Regions from separate parts of the Rattus norvegicus genome. Here region 2 is linked to region 1. A link is a contact called in public Hi-C data. All regions are on one chromosome and are shown on one strand. The core of a region is the stretch at or near the end of the contact, and the rest is flanking DNA. Distances in the headings are between cores, read along the strand shown.

Region 1 (7,129 bases), core at 3,419-5,918:
TGACCAGAATAAAAAGAAAAGAAAGGAAAAGAAGTTAACAGGCAGCAACAGCAGCAAGCCCTCTCTAGGTAGAATTATGACTATCTCTTTTCTTAAAAATGAAATTATTCTTAAAAAGTATTTGCTTATTATTATTAGTCTAGGTACGCAATTACACATCTTGAGAACTGTTTTCTAACTGAATGAAATGGGCAACGCAATGAGTGTTCTTCAGCTGCAGTCTATCAAAGCATCTAGATTGATAAACAAAATACTTTGGCCTCTTCTGCTTTTAAACTGTTTGGTTTGGAGATATGGTGGGATATGAGGAAGAACGAGGCATCTCCCTTTTTGCAGAGGGGTAATCACTTAAAAGAGTTCAACTCGGAAAAAGTGCTCTTCGGTCCTGCAAAACATTTGAACCTGAGTATCTCCCCGAAGTGTTTGGTTTGGGTCAGATACACCAAGCCCTTTTCTTGTTTCTAAGTTGGGAGGCTGAATCGGGTCGATTCTTGTAAACTTTATATATACCTCTAAGATATATTAATTTTCAAATATATCCATTCTATACTGTCCATTGGCTTGAATTCCGGGAATATCCTCCTCTCTCCAACACCGTCATTTGGTTCTTTATTCAAAGTTTCTTTTATTCCTATGTGTGAGCAAGAACTGTCGAACGTGCTCATTACCACGTGAATAATCCTATATGCATCACAATGGCTGGCCGAGCCCGGGGAAATTCTTTTAGAGTCTCTGCATTAATTAGAAGGGAAACTGCCTAGCTTGGACTGGGAACTGAATAAATGTCCCTTCCCAGTACATCACCCTAAAACGAAAATAAAGAAGTAAACAACCCGCTATACACCTGAAATGAAGCGACCGAGAAGAAATAAGAACACAGAAAACGAGACCTTCATAATCCTCCACGGGACATTAGTTGCTCCTCAAGAAAGAAATTACTTTCTTGCAAAAGAGGCGACCCAGGCCTAGAGGCTGAGAGAACTGGCTGCGGCCGGTACCCGACTGAAGGGCAGAAGGCGCCAAGGGATCCTAACTTCTGCAGAGGTGCAGCGAGAGGACGCTCTAGAAATAGAGAAGCAATGCAGAACTCCATAAGGACGCCCCATTCCTGGTTCTTGGTGCCTTTGGACAGAAGATGACCGAAGCTAGGAGTTCCCCGTCCCTCCCTCCCCCCACAAAAAGCAAAGCGGGCCAGCAGCCTCTGCTATGCCAGAACCCGCTGCTTAAATTAAAGACCACGGCGATTCCCCCAACTTTTCCGCTCCAGCCGAGGACGTCGCCAACCTCTTTACTTCTCCTGGGGCAAAAGAAAACAGCAAATCCAATCTCGTTTCCCCACCCTCTCTCCTCCCCCTCTCTCTACTACTGTAGTAAAACAGTTAACAGATCAAAAGCACAATCATGTCCAAATGTGATCAGAGCGCACAACGCGAAATATCTACCTCGGAGTCGAGAGCTTTCTTCTGTAATATGTCTGTTGCCTGGCTTCTCTTTTGCGTGTAACCAGCTGCAGAGATTATCCGATTTGGGACTACAGGCTTGGACCCGCGCTGCCAAATTAAGAAGTGGAATCCGGAGTGGGGGGTGGGGGAAGAAAGGGGGGAAATAAATAAATAAAAAGTCCATGATAATGAAGGGAATTTTTGCAAGCCGCTCTTCGCTTTTCCCTCACCCCAAACAGGAAAACGTAGAGGACAAAGTTTATGAAGTCAGGAAACAAAGACAGAAAACCACTTGTTTCCTCATACAATAGCAGGGCGAGAGTCACCCAACCACCTACCCGGCAGTACACTCGGCGTGTCTACTTTGTAATTATTCCGATACAAGAAGCATCATTTTCCCCTATAAACCACATTTCAAAGGGCCATTGTGTTGTGAAGAAAATGAAAACCAACCCAGCCAACCTGGTTCTGATTTGGCTCAGTACCCCATCTACTAAGCTACACGAAAAATTTCAGAATCGTCTCGTTCTGGCAACAAGTGCTACAAGAGAGCTTAAGCCCACATCGCGCTTATTCACGCTGCTCAGGAAAGGAGGGGGTGGACTTACAATATATGCTTCTAGTTTCTATTCTAGAAATGTCAGCGCATTTCAGTTTCCCGTTTTTAATCATCCAGCCATTTTTTTTTCTTCTGCAGTTAATGCTAACAGACATTGCTGGTAACACCAAGATCTTGGTGGCTGAACAGTTATCCAATCCCCCAAGAAGTTATGTACAAGCATGCTAGCCAAAGAAATGAAAGACTCAGGCATAATTTCAGTGTCCATATTTCAAAAATTTATTTATCTCAAACTGTGCATAATGGAGTAAAAACTTAAGTTGGAAACGTAACTGTTATAAGGATGGTATTAGTTCAAATATATACATGGATTCTCGGCAGCCTGGTTCCAATAACAGCCGAATCTTTTAAAATACAACTACGGAAAATAAAAGGGGGAAAAAACCTTAAAATATCACAATTTACAGAAATATTACAAACCATAAGAAAATATTTCAAACACAGTAATTTCCATATTTTTATGTGAACAAAATGAAAAGGGTGGGATTGAACAAAAGCTATTATAAATTACCAACGATATCAACCTGCATGGACATTTTTTTTTTGCCTTTAACAGTAAGTTAAAAATTTAGTACAATCTAGAACGTTTGCCCTAAACAAGACCACGAAAATGGTCTTGCCAGTACTTGCTCTCATGTTTTCCTTTTGTACAATTTTAAAACTAAAACGTTCAAATCCGAATAAATTCCTTCCTTGTCTGTAACGGTCCTTAATTTAAGCTGCAGAATCAAAACCCAGCAAGAACCCTTTCCTCGAAAAATATTGGCAAATTCTCAGCTTATAAACAATGGACATTTGATTGCCATGTTTATCTCGATAAATACTGTACAAAAGTTGCTTGCAAATATTAAAACTTTTTTCATCGCCCGGAGTCTAGTTCTAAATATTACTGGTAAAGACTTTTGAGAACTCCCTGCGAAGCGCCTAACGTACCACTAGAACTTTAAAAAAAAGTTTTGCGTAGTTTTTTTCCTCCAGATCTATACATGGTCCAATTCCCCCGCCCTCCCCGCCGCCCTCAGGTTTTCTCTGTACAAAAATAGTCCCCCAAAAAGAAGTCCCAAGATCTCTCATAAAAGTTTTCTAGTCGGCATCACGGTTTTTGCGTTAATTTGGATGGGATTGGTGGTTTTTTTCCGCAGCTGTCATTTTGCTGCGGGTAATGAGATTTTTTTTTTCCTTTTGAGCATTCAGATTTTTCTTACTCTCCTCTTTTGCACCCCTCCCAATTCCCTTGTATCTTTTTGAAAAATCTCTCCCCTTCTCCAGTTCGCGGTCCGGCCCTCACATGTGCGACAGGGGCAGTGTGCCGTTAATGGCCGTGCCGGGCACCGGGCCGCTCTGGTAGTGCTGGGCCATGTGCAGTCTACTGGGCGCAGCGGGCTCCGGCACCTCGGCGCCGGGGAGGTACATGCTGATCATGTCCCGGAGGTCCCCGGCCTGGCAGGGCGCCCTGGAGTGGGAGGAAGAGGTAACCACGGGGGGGCTGGAACTGGCCTCGGACTTGACCACAGAGCCCATGGAGCCCAGCGCCATACCGGGGGTGCCCTGCTGCGAGTAGGACATGCTGTAGGTGGGCGAGCCGTTCATGTAGGTCTGCGAGCTGGTCATGGAGTTGTACTGCAGGGCGCTGACGTCGTAGCGGTGCATCGGCTGCATCTGTGCCGCGCCGTGAGCGTTGAGGCCCGGGTGCTGCGGGTAGCCCAGCTGCTCCTGCATCATGCTGTAGCTGCCGTTGCTCCAGCCGTTCATGTGCGCGTAGCTGTCCATGCGCTGGTTCACGCCCGCACCCAGGCCGGCGCCCACCCCAACCCCGCTCGCCATGCTGTTCCCGCCGGGGGCCAGCAAGCCTCCGGGAAGCGTGTACTTATCCTTCTTCATGAGCGTCTTGGTTTTCCGCCGCGGCCGGTATTTATAATCCGGGTGCTCCTTCATGTGCAGAGCGCGCAGCCGCTTGGCCTCGTCGATGAACGGCCGCTTCTCGGTCTCCGACAAAAGTTTCCACTCGGCGCCCAGGCGCTTGCTGATCTCCGAGTTGTGCATCTTGGGGTTCTCCTGGGCCATCTTACGCCGCTGCCCCCGGGACCACACCATGAAGGCATTCATGGGCCTCTTGACGCGGTCCGGGCTGTTCTTCTGGTTGCCGCCGGTCGCCGCCGCCGTGGCGTTGCCTCCTCCGCCGCCGCCCCCCGAAGCTTGCTGAGGGCCCGGCGGCTTCAGCTCCGTCTCCATCATGTTATACATGCGGGCGCTGGGCGCGGGCGCGGCCCGCCGGCGGCCGCCGACCCTCGGCCCGGCCGGGACTGCGGGGGCCGCGCGCGGGGGCCGGGATGCAGGGGCCGCGGGCGGGGTCGTCGGCGTGCACGGCCTTGCGCGGAGATCTGGCGGAGAATAGTTGGGGGGAAGCGGAGCTCGAGACGGGCGAAGTGCAATTGGGATGAAAAAACAGTCGCTCTCCTCCTCGGGCCGCCGCGATTGTTGTGATTAGTTTTTGGAAAGGCTTAAGCCTCGGGCTCCAAACTTCTCTCCTTTCTTTTTCTCTCCTCTTCTTTCTCCCAGCCCTAGTCTTAAAGAGGCAGCAAAGTACTTTTCCCTTTTTGCAAACACTCTCTTCTCTGCCTTGACAACTCCTGATACTTTTTTGAACAAGTTAATAGACAACCATCCATGTGATGGGGGCTGTCAGGGAATAAATGGGTTTCCGGCGGCCAATCAGCGAGCGCCGGCTCCTGCGCCGGAGCCCAGCCTCGCCAGAGGGTTTTGCATGAAAGGGGGCGGGGCCTGCCGCGCCGCCGAGCCGAGCGCAGCGGAGCGCTGTGCCCCGAACCGCGCGGGGGAGGCGGGCCCGCAGCCTGCAGCCCGCCGCGGGGGAACCTTTGTATCCCCCCCGTTCTCAGCAACAGGTCACGGCGGCACGCCTGTTCGAAGGAAGTGGGTAAACAGCACCAAGACGACAGCTCCTTTCCCCCATGCTACGGAATATTGGCTCTCTCTTGGGTACATAAGGGTGGATGGGGCGCGGAAAGCTGGGGCCAGGGTGGGGCGAGGCCCATGGGTGGTTCGGGGCGACCGTCCAACTAGTATTTCAGGAAGCTGGCAGGGCCGGAGGTGGTGTGCCATTGTTCCTCCGCTCATCCGCGGCACTGCTCTCTGTCCCAGCCCCTCTTCCAACCTTGTTGCCAACACCCACTCACCCCCTTTTCTCACAGAACAGACCAGAAGTTAGACCCAGGCCTCAGCGCCCTCCTGGCTTCCGCGTCATCGGCTGGGTTCCCAAACAGGAGTCCTCTGCCCATATGGCTGACTGTAGAGCTAGGGCCAGGCCCTGTACACAGCCTTCTTCTAGGCCGACTCAGGTGTGGCTCAAGGAACCACAGCACGTGTCCTGAACCCTAACTCCCTCCTCCACCAATCTGTCCCATCTAAAGGGTGCAAACGCAAAGCTTGAACTCACTCCTCCCTCTCTTTCTAACCCCCAACCCCGACACAAGAGGATTTCAGTGATGGCAATTTCAGATGAGAGCTAGGGGACGAAAGAATCAACAGAAAGAAGCTCCAGAGGGCAGAGGATGGGGGAGGGTCACGCAACTTCCTGGCATCCCACCGCGAGGCACGGAGGTGGCATTTAGGCTGCGCTCACAAACTCCCTCCCACGCAGCGTTCCCAGGATGGGGCAGCGCAGCCCGCATTGCCCCTGCTGATTGGCACAGTGGTAGTCGCGAAGGCCCGGCCGAGAGGCGCCGGGGCCTGGGAAACGCGCGGGGTCCAGAGGTGCAGGTGCAGGCGGCGTGCGCAGAGGGAAGGCCGGCCGAACCCGAGGAGCCGGGACCGAGCAAGCCCAGGCTGTGGGAGAATGGGCTGGGGGCGGAGGTAGGGGCTCAAGAATCTTGCCCGCCCAGGACCCGAGAGGGTAATTTTAGCCGATCTCCCATTGTCCAGACGTAAAGATTTCAATCGGCAGGCGCTCAAAAAGCCCAGAGCCACAGCACCACGTCCGTTACAAATAGGTAGTTTTGTTTCTCTTGTTGTCGCTACACGGAGTCAAACAAAGCCCCGTCTAAGTTTCCTTCCACTCTCTTGTTGGAACCTTTGTGGCTAAAATGCACTTGGGTACAAAAGAGGGGAGAGAAGGAAAAAAGTCCCGATGCCATTTTTTTTTTTTTTTAAATAAAGAGCTTAAACCATCAGGGTTACTTTTTTTTTCTGCAATACTCTCGCAGCCCCTCCTCCCCTCATCTACCCCAAGTCAGCCTAAAGAAAACGTTCAGAAGGGTATCTGCCGGCCACGCTCCGCTCATTGTCCTTACAAACTGCCCTGTTTATTCTCCCCTCTCTGCCCACCACCGCTTCTTACCCACCCCCAGGTCTCCAAACCCTATTCTCCCAGGCTTGGCTGTTATTGTCACACTCAGCTAACTATGCCCACTTAAGACCCAGAAAAGTTGTGGTAAAGAATCTTTGTAAACTTGAAATAAATAATTTCTTCTCTACTCCACCCTCTTTCTGCCCCAGGTTCTCTTTAAGTTTTGGTTGCTTTAGTCCTTGGGAACCCAAGAAAGGACTTATAGAAACGCGTAAATATTTGGGACTCTTTAAATTAAAACATTGTTTTCTGCTTAATCCGGGTGTACCATTACGCTCAACACGAATCTCTGGAGACTAGAGCAAAGGTTGAGCTAGGGAAGGCGGCCACCGACTTTTCAGCGCGCCTGGTTTCTGAGATGTGGCTGCTGCGCCCCCTGCTGGTGGACTCGCTTTTCCAAGACTGTTTTCACCTTTAAAAGGTGTGTAAAAATAAAGTTAAAAAAAAAAAAAAAGAGGAGGATGGACGATCAAACTAATTACACATAATCTAAACAAAAGAAAAGTTAACATATCATATAAGCCGTGGGACGAAATCATAAGAATCAAATTTAATTTGCTTAACTTAGAAATGTACATAGAACCGCCAGATAAGTGGGAGGTTAAACGAGGGGAAAATAGGTATAAATTATGAGATTCAAAGTATGAATGAATTATGATTGTCCGCGCGCCACGAAGGGCAGGCCGAGCACTCACTTTGTGATTG
Region 2 (6,396 bases), core at 2,423-4,922, 670 kb before region 1:
AATGGACAATCTGCACCGGTGTGAACCCTGGAACCCTGTCCCCATTACCACCATGGGTCCTGTACTGGATTTACAAGTCTACAGAATGTCTCCTGCCAGGCAATGAGGTAGGCTGGGATGTAAGAGCTACAAGATCCATCTTGGTCCTGGCTCTAGAAGGGATGTTAAGTACCACCCTCACATCCTTGCTCAGCTGTTTAATAGAACAGTGGAATTGGTCCTCCTGCAAACCCAACACACTTTGCAGAAAGCAGTGATCTGAAAAATGTATTTTTAACAGAGAACTCAGAGGCAAGAACCTCCTAGCTCATCATGAGACCTGACAGTGATGTAAATGTCATGGTCGTGTGCCCACACAGTCCGGCCTATTAGCAGACCCACAGAGGTGAAGCACTGTGGAAACTGTGGTGTGAATAGTGGCTCCCTCGTGCTGGAGGTCAACAGCACAGGTCTGTGGATGAGCCCTAGTCTCACCTCAGTGACAGTATCCCAAAAAGCCTTTAACAGAAGCTGCCTTGGCCTTGTCATTTGCCTCCTTCATGAGACAGAAGCCTGCCTTCAGCACTCTGCTAGGGAATTCTAAATCCATCATTCTCTGTGAACACAAAGACTCTTCGCGTAAGTTGAACGGCACACGGGTTCTCAGTGTCTAGGTCTCAGCAGCTTGAGAAAACATGACCCTGCTCTTTTCTTGAGAATGTGATGGATATTGTTTACTGTTTCTTGTTCTGAGGAATATATAAAGAGAAGAAATGTACAAGTGTGAACTTAACTGGTTTCTCATGGTAACACGAGGTTAGACAGAGGCTGGCACTCAAGCATTTCACAGATAAGGAAAACAATACGTCTATGGGAAGGCTCTCGAAGGAATGAACCCTCTCAGGAAGGTAAAAAATATATATCGATCACATGCCCTAAAAGGAAGAGGAAACCATAAATACAAGAAACAGGAAACTCTATGAACTAGATGATTACTTAAGAATGTGGCAGCACCCTTCCATGCCTCTCCACACACCTCTCTTGCACTCCTCCCCACACACCTCTCTTGCACTCCCCCTCAACATACACTGTCTCTGTCTCCCAGGGACTGGTATTCTAAGCGCATACAGCACAGCCTGGTTTTCCCTGTGGGTTCTGAGAACTGCGCTCCAGTCCTCTGGGTTTCTGAGTAAGGGCTGCCTTCCCAGCTCTCCGTTGTCTGATGGTGTTGCCTTGAAGGAATGACTGCCCACGCTCTGACCATTCTTCTCTGACTAGGTGGGCCAAGCGCTGCTGACATTTCTGCATCCTCTGCACGTTGTTCCTGCACTGCCCCTCTTGGGTTGCATTACTATTATGTCTTCTGCATTGGAGTACTGCCGGAAATGAGCTCACTGGGAGGGCTCTCCATGCTGTAATGAGTTGCTCAGCCCAAAGCAGAGACATTGTAAACAGTGACATTAATAACCAAGTGGTTTAGTGAATTTTTGCATCTTTTTTAAAAGATGTATTTGTTTTATGTACATACACTGTCTCTGTCTTCACACACCAGAAGAGGCATTGGATCCCATTACAGATGGTTGTGAGGCATCATGTGGTTGCTGGGAGTTGAACTCAGGACCTCTGGAAGAGCAGTCAGTGATCTTAACCACTGAACCATCTCTCCAGCCCCCAAATCTTTGCATCTTAAACCCACTTTGACAGATTAAACAATGGTCTATAAAGAATGGTTTTTGAAACGTATGTTCTGGAAGACCTCATAGGCTACATACTACAGAATGTCACAGTGCACATCATTTTATTAAATACTCTGAGATATCTCAAAGTCAAATTTACTCAACATGGGGTAACCCAGACATATTTGCTTCCGATGGTGAAACCATGTCCGGTGGCGCAGAGACAGCATGCCCTAAAAGCTGAGTAAGAATATGAACTGGCTGGTCCCGGCTGTGTGCTGACTGAGCTGTCCACAAGATCAGTTTGACAAGGAGATGGACAAATGTAGACAGAGCTGAAAACTCTTGCAGTGAGAGCTTGGAGGACACACTGGAGCTGACTGGAGGTTAGAAATGAGGGACCTAGCCTTTCCATCCCCACCTACCAGAGACAACTCCAGCACTGACCCCGTGTGTGGCCATGGCAGGTCGAGCACACTTAATGCACTCTCCTGGTTCTGAGGGGAAGAGAGAGCTGCTGGGTGTGTACTCCTGGGGTTGTGATGGCAGTGTGGGGAAGGTCAGACACCCCACACACACCTTTCCTCTTTACACTGGGCCAAAGTATCTAGTCTGGTCAGTCTTGCCCACTTCTGACCTCTGTGGATGAGATGGCATCTCTGCGGATGTCTCATGGCTTAATGAGCTCTAAGGTCCAGAGAGGACAAGTGATTTCCGGGTGGACACTGGGAGTCGACCCTGGGAGTTGGGACTCCTGCCTTCCAGCTTAAGGTCTTCTTTATTTCCCATAGTGCAAAGTGCACGGGATCTGGCCTCATTCTGTAGGGGAAGAGAGGCTTCTTGGTAGAACTGCCAGAGGGGAGCTGTGGAAAAAGCCAGGCCTTCCTTCCTCCCCAACACACACACACACACACACACACACACACACACACACACACACGCACAACACACACACAAACACATACATGTGCACATGTACACAACATACCCACACACACACACACACACACACGCACATGCACACAACACATACACACATACACACATACATGAACACACACACATATACACATACATGAACACACACATGCACATGCACATAACACATACACATACACACACACATATATACACCCACCCACACCCACACCCACGCACACAGCCTGTCCCCACTCCGTTAACAGCTCCACTCCAGCTCTCAGTTTCTATCTTTATTTCATAGTTTTACTGGGAGCCCACGAGCATCCCCCATGCTTGCATTTCTCTGGTTGAGTTGGTCTTTCCACGTTCCTGGTCCGGATTCCCGTCGGAACTCCTATTTTTGACCCAAGTTCATATGCTTTGTAGAGAGTATAACTTCTTCCACACTGCACACTCTGTAGTTGTCAAAAAGCTCCTTGAAAACAGACAAGGAGGGAGGTGTGCCGGCTTCGCACGCACGCCCACTCCTGAAATCCTGCCTCCCTCCCTGAGTTTCATTTATAGTACTGCTCCCTAAGCAGGGCCGGGTTAGTTCACTTTCCTGTCTTACAAATCTGTAAATTTGGCTTTCTTGTTTTGCTAAATACATTTTTCTTAAATCGCTCTCAGAGATTTTAAAATGCTTGTATTTTAAAAGGTACTGGAACTTTGTTTCGGAGAGGGGAATAGAAGCCAAGGTCATTCAAATTCTCTTGTCCCTACCCTCCAGATTTCTGTTGAGATTGCTAGGTAGAATGAATTTGGGGAAATTAGGGGAGAAGGGAGACAGGAGGCCAGGGAGGAGAGGGGGAGAGAGGATGAGAGAGACAGAGTGTGTTTCTAGGAGTTCAAACGCAGAGCTTTATAAATAGCTACAAGTTTCAAATGTGAATTGTTTGCTTTTCGTTTTCTTTTTTCAAAGCAGAAAGAAGGCCAAGCTTCTCCTAACACTCCTCTGAAGACAGAGGACCTGACTCTCCTGAACTGTTCTGGCCCATCCTTCCCAAGGGCGCGTGTGTTTCTTCAGTGCAGTCACAGACAGAGCTCATAGGTCCAATGCTCAAAGGCCAAAGGCCATGCAAGTGGTGAGATGACATGCGTCCACTGCGGCAGTAAAAACACCCATGGGTAAAAATTCTTGCTGTGTGTGACCTGAGGCGAGGCACCGGCTCTTTGTTTTTACTGGGTGAGCTTGCGTTTTGTTTTTGTAAACATACAGAGTCTTGATGCCATGCTAGACAGGGTCTTTGTATATGATGTATTTGTTCCAGTTGAAACAGAAAAACAAAACCAAACATAAAACGGAAAAGCACGTCATTTAGAGTTCTCACCCCCCCCCCCCCAGCTTGGTTGAAACAATTTGTATAGGTGCCTGGCTAAGGGAAGGGCACTGGTTCAAAAACTGTTGGACAGAAATTGGTCTTCTCCCTCTGTCAGCACAGGTCCACAGCTCACTTGGGAATTGAAGTTTAGGACAAACATCGAATTTTGACCAAAAGGGACTTGGTTCATTAAAAAATCCCCCTGCTCTCTCTTCTTCTGTTCAGATCTGCAAGGTTGTTTAATTGAAGTCCTGTTTTGTGGGCGCAGATGCACGAGGAGGTTGAATCGTCAGCCTCATTTGGTGTTTTGATGCTGTGTGTTTCTCATTATTATTCCCAGAATGTCCAGTGGACCTTATGCTCCTCCTCAGGAAAACTCAGAAGCACGGAGCAGTCAAAGAGTCCTTTCTTCTCCTCCCGCCCCCTCGCCCCCATCTTCCTTGAAACTTTGCCAGTATCAGATCTCACTCTGTCTGTGGTGCATTAAAATGAAGTGCCTCCCTCCCCGCAGATCCCCCAGCCTCCGCTCCGCTCCCCTCTCCAACCCCACAGTTTCTTCCTAAGTGGGTAGCCTCTTTTGCTTGCTGTGGATGAACTTTTCTCCCCCTGGCCTTTCTCTCTTCCATTTCTGCCTGGCTCCTTAGTGCTGGATTTGGATAGGGGGTGGGGGTGGGGGCCGCCGTGAAGGGAAAGAAGGACCTGGCCCAAGAGTGCACCAGCAGCTGTGGCCACTTACCCCCCCCCCCCAACCCCCGGAATAAGGGCGCTTCACAGAATCCCCTCCTGCAATCCACTGGGTCACTGCAGAAACCCTGACCGCTAAGAGCTCTGCGTATTATTGATGTTACAATTATTGGGTTGTTGTTTCTTTCTGATAACAAGATCTTCGGAGCAGGGGCCCCGAGGATGAATTATGTTTTTGTAAGGTGAGCGGCCTTTCCAGAAAGCGGGCCTTTCTGCCTAGCTCTCAGCCTGTCCTCCGCCCACCTCCTGTCCTTACCCCCTTGAAGGCCACTCAGGAGGTACATGTGGAACTTTTGTGTGGTTCCGCAGTCTTTTATTGTCCTGTGGGCCTCATCCTCTTCTTAAGAAAGAGGCGGGTGGTTAGAGCGAGTGATGAAAACGGTTTTCCTGCACACCAGCTTGCTTTCTCAAGGTTTGCATACGCCTCTGGCAATCTCAGGACTGAAGGGTTCTTTTGTCTTTCTTTTCCTTTTGGCGCACCCGCACCCGTGAGTGCTATAGTCCACAGAACAATTACTTCATGGTTTTTAGGAAGAATGAGACAGGGATGAAGAGAATGGGCAGATACTTGTTTTTTGAAATGGCATCAAGAAAGCCTAGATAATTAGGGGGAAATACTTTTATTGCTGATTTAAAGCAAACCTTGTATTTTGAGGGACGGAAAACATCCAAATAAGCGACATCGATGTCTAATTTGAAGTTTTGATATGCAAGTCTTAAATTTTTTTAAATCAAAGTTCACTTATTCCTGACTACTCTCGTGATTTTTATACTAACTGCACACTACCTACCCTTTGGTGTTTAAATAGCATTTTTGTTAATATGGACTTAGTTTTGAATGCTAATTTATTTGCTAGAAACTAAAGCTACAAGAATATCGCTACTATGAGTGATAAAGTGACTGCTTTCAAAAAAGAACATCATTCCAAAATGGAAACATGTGGAAACACTGCTGTTAGATTCAGGACTGCAGTGCTGTTGATGATGCCTACTATGTGCAGAGAGACTGAAGGACAATTCTTATACCCACGGTGCTTACGGTGTGGTGCTGGGTCCTTTCCACCTCCTGCATCATCTGTGATCTGTGGCACCGTTTAAAGTGCCAGTGGTCTCAAGTCTACCATGGGTCAGTACATGGTTCTAGAATGGCTATTTCAGGGTTTAGTGGGATCTATGAAATATTTCTAGCAAATGAAAGAAACAGCTGTTCTGTTGGTCTAGAGAATAGGAGTCTTTTAGCAGAGTCCAAGTTACAATGTGAGAAGAAATGTAAGAGAAAATGAGTTCCAAGGTCTACACAGCAATGATGAAAACCCAAGATGAAATGAGTGCCATCAATGCAGTAGGTGGGTATCCATGACAACGTGTCATCAGAGCTGAAATGCATTTCTGTGACATGCATGAGGGTCTGGCAGTAGAGAGCAGTGGTTAGGATCAAAGTAGAGTTGAAAAGAAGAATCCTCCTTAGCTCATTGGCAGGAACCAGACCATATGATTAGGTCACCTCCAGCCTACTACCCTGCCCCCACCTGCCTGCACCCACCACCCTGGCTCTACCCTGCCACCACCCTCCAGCCTGCTCCCACCCACCACCCTGCTCCCACCCACCACCCTGCTCCCACCCACCACCCTGCTCCCACCCACCACCCTGCTCCCACCCACCACCCTGCTCCCACCCACCACCCTGCTCCCACCCACCACCCTGCTCCCACCCA

Evidence for each region. A called contact is a pair of places that touch in the nucleus more often than the background predicts.
Region 2: a contact with region 1 is called in a Hi-C map of frontal cortex, with 2.9 times the contacts expected there. The contact joins the enhancer-like site here to the promoter of Sox2 in region 1. A contact is called at or near these places in 2 of 12 Hi-C or Micro-C datasets (Schwann cells and frontal cortex) and 1 of 1 datasets of contacts at active chromatin or transcription factors (oligodendrocytes).

What each region holds. Positions count from the first base shown.
Region 1 is chr2:119,462,670-119,469,798 of GRCr8, reverse strand. Sox2 (SRY-box transcription factor 2) reads right to left here and starts at 4,668. Exons shown (of 1, transcript NM_001109181.2): 1 at 2,257-4,668. The coding sequence starts at 4,305. The coding sequence ends at 3,346. The region is part of intron 4 of LOC103691527 (a long non-coding RNA gene); the gene reads right to left.
Region 2 is chr2:120,127,512-120,133,907 of GRCr8, reverse strand. No RefSeq gene overlaps it. Among named protein-coding and RNA genes, the nearest start is that of Rnu6-1158, 370 kb to the left of the region's middle. Within about 2 kb of position 3,672, at least 47 of the 93 cell types and tissues checked have an H3K27ac peak or open chromatin away from gene starts, as enhancers often do. A contact at or near this core is called in Schwann cells, where this site is marked.